2 separate regions of the Mus musculus genome follow, and region 1 is linked to region 2. Evidence: chromatin contacts called from public Hi-C data. All regions are on one chromosome and are shown on one strand. The core of a region is the stretch at or near the end of the contact, and the rest is flanking DNA. Distances in the headings are between cores, read along the strand shown. Region 1 holds the start of Eps15l1 (epidermal growth factor receptor pathway substrate 15-like 1). Region 2 has its middle 13 kb from the start of Gm51537.

Region 1 (2,700 bases), core at 176-2,675, 150 kb before region 2:
TCACAACTACCTCAAGAAATCAAACACAGTGGGACTGAGTGTGGCGGTATATGTGTACCATGTTTCCCAGCACCTGTGTAGTGGTTTGAATGAGGATGTCCTAAGGGGCAGCAAGATAGCTCAGTGGGTAAAGATGCTTGCGGCCAAGGCTAACAACCTGAGTCCTATCTCTGTGACTCATGGTGGAAGGGGCCATCCAACACACAAATCTTTTAAGATGTAAGTTAAAATGTAACTTAAAAAAAAAAAAAAAGACAAAGAAATACCAGAGTAGGGGCTGGTGAGATGGCTCAGTGGGTAAGAGCACCCGACTGCTCTTCTGAAGGTTCGGAGTTCAAATCCCAGCAACCACATGGTGGCTCACAACCATCCTTAACAAGATCTGACTCCCTCTTCTGGATTGTCTGAAGATAGCTACAGTGTACTTACATATAATAAATAAATGAATCTTTAAAAAAAAAAAAAAAAAGAAATACCAGAGTAGCTGAAGATATAGTTAGTTGGTTAAGGGTGCTTGTTGCTTTTCCAGAGGACCCTAGTTCTGTTCCCACTCATATCGGGGGTTGGGGGCTCATAAGTGCTTTTAACTCCAGCTCAATGGCATCTAATAAACTCTTCTCTCTTGGGCAGGCATTGGCACGAGCACAGCAGGCATATACACATAAAAAAACAACAAAAAACACCAGATGTCAGGCTACACCCACATCTGCAAGCAATCAGAACCCAAATCTGTTTAACAAGCATACTGAGTGGTACTAACACTGCATATGGCCCAAGTTAGACTTGAGCACCATGGTACTTTGTTGTGTGCCACTGTCTCCATTTCCCCGGGAAAAGTTCAGCAAACCCTAGGCATTAGTAGAGGCTACTAGAGTGGAGAAGTTAAGACGGTGCCTGGGTTTAGCCAAGCTCCGATTCACAGACCCAGACTGGAAAGTGCAGGGAGCTGGAGTGCAGCGGTCTGGAAGGGAGCCCTACCTATCCCTTGGGTTCCCTGCCTCACAGGAGCCTCCAAAGCCAGGGGCTCGGTTTGCCCACTCCAATCAGGAGATGCACACGAGGCCCTCCCCACCCCCACAGACCGACTAGCCCGCCCACTCTCGGCCCACTAAACTTACGAGGCTCCGAACCTTCTAGTCACGCTGTGCTTTAGGCTAGGCTCTCTAAATCACCCGGTACGGCCAACTCTGGTAAGGCTATGCGACAGAGCCTTCCCCATAAAGGCTCCGCCTCCAGCCAGAACTGCCCCGCCCTCTCCACTGTGATCGAGGCTCCGCCCTCTTACTGCAAAACTTCTCACGGGAGGACTTGGATTCCCTTCTGCGCACGTGTACTCTGGTCCTGTGGCCTGTCCTTGCGCTGGCTGTGCTGCGCGCGCATCGCATCCCTCCTTCGTACTAGTGCGCAGGCACGGCCCCGCCCCCGTTCCTTCGGCGCTCCGGAGGCCGAGTCCGCACGAAGATGGCGGCGCCGCTTGTACCCCTCTCGCAGCAGGTATGGTGCTGGGGTGCGCCGTGGGGCGGTGCGGACGGTGGTTGCCGCGAGAAAGATAAGTCGTCGCGGAAGCGCGGCTCCAGGGGACCGCGGAGGCGCGCGCTGAAGGCTCAGAGGCTGAGTGGCGGGGGCCGGGCGGTTCTGAAGGTGACAGGCCGGAGCGGCCCGCATACTCTTGCGCCGGGCGACCCCCGAGCGGCTGCGAAGAGGTGATGGGGCGCGGCCGCTGCGTATGTCTGCTCCGTCTGGGGCCTGGCCAGGTTAAGGGACGGGGGGGGGTTTGGGGGGTGGGCGCTGTTGTTCGAGCCGCGTCGCGCTTCGTCCCCGCGGAGGCGAGCGAGAGCGGTGGGCCCGCCGCCAGTCTTTGTCTCCCGCGGGGTCGGGCGTCGGGGCGGGTGGTGTCCCATACTGGAGTCGCAAGGGGAACCGGGACACGCCCGCTTCGCCTCTGGCCGCCCAGCCCTCCTTCCCCCGAGATCCGCTTCCGCTGCTCTGTGCGGTGCGAAAAGCGCGGATCCTACGCCCCCAACGGTATGCACCAGTCTTCGTCCTCAGGGTCGCTGGATGGTTTTCTTGAACGTATCAAATGCTACAGGGACGTACAGAATAGCAGTGAGAAGGCCATTGTGCTTCTAGCGGAAAACATTCATTCATTCTTCAGCCACTTTCTAACGTGCTTGGGATCAGGTGCTTGGGAGCTCAGCAGTCTCTCACTGACAAAGTCTCTAGTTCCAGGTGACATCCATAAGAATTAGAAAGTATTCCTGTCCTGCTAATTTGCCAAATTACCCGTTTGTTCCACACAGCATATTATATGCACTTTGCTAGAATCGTCTTTCGCAGGGTCATGGTTACCAGGAGGAAGCATTTTATATTCAGATCTCGGCTCCAACTCTGGAAGAGTGTCCTTGAAGCAGGCTTCTTAACCTCAGCATATCAATTACCTCATTTGGAAAATAGAGATGTAAAATGCATTAGCAGAAAACTGTGGAAAGCACATTTTGCCTAACACATTGGAAGCTCTTTTGTTACCCGTCAATAAATTCGGGTGTTTGGGACTAAGACAAGAGCAAGTATGAATGCCAAAGCTGGTAAGAACTGCTTGGCAGGCTGATGCACCCAGGTCACCTGGTCTGAAGGAGAGGGCAATACAGGGTGGTTAAGTCCTGGAAGGACCAGCCACCAGCAGCCTTGACACTATATTAA
Region 2 (2,730 bases), core at 60-2,559:
TTCCTCTCTGTAGCCCAAGCTGGCCTGGATTTCATTATGCAGCCAAAGCTGCTCTCAAAAAAATTTTCCAGCCGGGCGTGGTGGCGCACGCCTTTAATCCCAGCACTCGGGAGGCAGAAACAGGTGGATTTCTGAGTTCGAGGCCAGTCTGGTCTACAAAGTGAGTTCCAGGACAGCCAGAGCTACACAGAGATATATGTATATGTATATATATATGTATATGTATATATATATATGAGTATATAATATATATGAGTACCCTGTCTCACACCAGAAGAGGGCATCAGATCCCATTACAGATGGTTGTGAGCCACCATGTGGTTGCTGAGAATTGAACTCGGGACCTCTGGAAGAGCAGCCAGTGCTCTTAACCACTGAGCCATCTCTCCAGTCCCTAAGGATCATGTTGAGCTCTAAATTCCTGTCTCCACACCTGGAATGCTGTGTTTATGCTGGCGGTGGAATTCAGGCTTTTACAAATGCTGGGTGAGAGCTCTACCAACTGAGCCTCAGTAGGAAGCCCTGGCTACTCTTCTATTCATTAATTTCCAAGTTTTAGTTGTGTGTATGTATCTGTAAGGGGGTTTGTGCACATGAGTAAGTGCAGATGCCCTCAGAGCCTCTCGATCAGGGTGCTGGGAACTGCACTCCCATCTCTGCGCTAGCTCTTGATCACTATACCACCCCTCCATACCATTCTGTTGCTGTTGTTTTGAGATGGGGTTTCACTATGTAGCCCTGGCTCTCCTGGAACTCACCCTGTAAACCAGGCTGGTCTCGAACTCACAAAGATCTGCCTGCCACAACCATCCAGCGCACACCCCAATTTTTATTTACTTTATATTGTGTGTGTGTGTTTGCTTGCATGTATGTGCACTGCATATATACCTTCTGCCTGCACAGCTTAGAGGGGGTCAGCTCTGCTGGAGCTGAGTCACAGATGATTGTGAGGGTGCCGTGTGGATGTCGGGAACTGAACCTAGGCTCTCTGCAAGAGCAGCAGGTGCTCCTAGCTGCTGAGCCGCCAGTTCTCCAGCTCCGGCCTTGCTTTCACTTGAACATGGGTCTCTCTCACAGGCTGGTTCAGGCATGACCTGGCCTCCTACTTGGTTTTTCATTTAGGACAGAATCCAAGCTGTGAAGGGGAAAACTGGCCCAGAGAGGTGACGCCACATGCTCGGGCTGCCCAGCGGCTAGAGAAGAGGCTGTGGCTCTCTAGAGGGCCTCTGTGATCCGATCCTCATATCTCTGGCCGCAGGCTTCTGAGGGATGTGGAAATGGAGTCTCCCTCCAACCTCACAAGAACAGTCCAGCTCATGGCAGGAGTCGAGTCGGGCTTAAATAGCGGCTCCCAAAATATCAGGCCAAGGATAGGCTGAGCTCGGCGCGGGCGCAGTTGGCTCACTTCGTGGTTTCCTGCTTGCTAAGATGTTTCCTGCCGATAGCCACTGGCAGCCTTATCTATGACCTGGGGGACACTCAGGGGACAGGCTGTCCTGGCCCTGGCAGGGGCTGTGAGGATGGGGAGGGGGCAGGGCCCAGATGACCGTGGCTGGGCACTTTCGTGCACACAGATTTTGGGAAAGAACACTGTATTCGGAGTCCCGTGCCATACTGCTGAGCCCTGGATGTCTCTGCTTTCACCACTCTCCAACCCTCTGTGTCCATCAAGGGGCTCCAAGTCCAGGGGCACACAGATGTCCCCGGCCCTGAAACACAAAAGTGTCTGGAGGAGGGTCACTGCAGGTGAAGTTTCACGGAAGTTCACCAGGAAGATCGTTTGGAAGGGGTGACCAGGCTAAAGAAACACATGTGGGAATGCTCAGAGTCAAGCTTCTACTGTCCCCATTTCCCAGAGGAGGAAATGGAGGTTATAAGATGGAGCTCTAAGTCTGAAAGTCTGATTCTTTAAAGTTTTTTTTTTTTTTTAACTTTTAAAATTTGTGTGAGTGCATGTCCTTATGCCACGGTGTACATGGAGAAGTCACAGGGCAACGCAGGGGAGTCATCTCTCTTCTTCTACCACGTGGGTCCTGGTCCTAAGACTTGGCATCAAGCACCCACAGAGCCCTCTCGCCCCCTGGAAATCTGATTTTTCCCCTCTGCCCTCACTGACCAAGACAGACTTTTGGAGAATTCCTTTGCTATTGTTGTGGTTGTGGTTTTGACCTAGGGCCTTGTTCTGTGGCCCAAGCGGCCTGAAGTCAGTCTCCTGCCTCAGCCTCCCCAGCGCGGGCACACACCACATCGCCACATCACCAGGCTCAGAATATTGTTCTTTTATTTTAAAAACTCGGGTTTTTTCCTTTTCTTTCTTTTTCTTTTCTTTTCTTTCTTTCTTTCTTTTTTTTTTTTGAGATAGGATTTCTCTGTGTAGCCTTGGCTGTCCTTGCTCTCAATTTGTAGTCCAGACTGGCCTTGAACTCATAAAGATTCAGCTGCCTTTGCCTGTGTCTCTGCCTCCCTGGTGCTGGGACTGAAGTTCTGTTTCAGCACATCTGGCCCTTAAAAAGTGTTTTTATTACAAATACATAAATGACACTCAACATATGACTACCTGTGTGTGTGTGTGTGTGTGTGTGTGTGTGCGAGCGCGCGCGCACGCGTGTGCACATTTGCATGTGTGGGTGATCAGAAAGGAAGTTCATTGCTATGAATTCACTGAGACATTAAAGACATGCATGAGTGACACAGTGACAGCCTTCACTTGAAATAGGAGCATCTCATTTT

The links. Hi-C and Micro-C count contacts between places; a contact is called where the count stands out from the background.
Region 1: a Hi-C map of bone marrow-derived macrophages shows a contact between it and region 2, with 44 read pairs. The contact joins the promoter of Eps15l1 here to the enhancer-like site in region 2. A contact is called at or near these places in 1 of 15 datasets of contacts at CTCF or cohesin (embryonic stem cells), 9 of 484 Hi-C or Micro-C datasets (the Ba/F3 cell line, CD8 T cells, the G1E-ER4 cell line and 3 more), 17 of 115 datasets of contacts at active chromatin or transcription factors (the SCID.adh cell line, acute myeloid leukemia, bone marrow-derived macrophages and 6 more) and 5 of 9 other capture datasets (adipose tissue, embryonic stem cells, liver and 2 more).

The regions. Positions count from the first base shown.
Region 1 is chr8:72,420,199-72,422,898 of GRCm38.p6, reverse strand. Eps15l1 (epidermal growth factor receptor pathway substrate 15-like 1) reads left to right here and starts at 1,425. Exons shown (of 24, transcript NM_007944.3): 1 at 1,425-1,494. The coding sequence starts at 1,462. It overlaps Gm46043 (a long non-coding RNA gene), which reads right to left. Exons shown (of 3, transcript XR_001778581.2): 1 at 1,119-2,700.
Region 2 is chr8:72,267,195-72,269,924 of GRCm38.p6, reverse strand. No RefSeq gene overlaps it. Among named protein-coding and RNA genes, the nearest start is that of Gm51537, 13 kb to the left of the region's middle. Within about 2 kb of position 1,309, at least 105 of the 459 cell types and tissues checked have an H3K27ac peak or open chromatin away from gene starts, as enhancers often do. A contact at or near this core is called in the Ba/F3 cell line, the G1E-ER4 cell line, the SCID.adh cell line and 4 more, where this site is marked.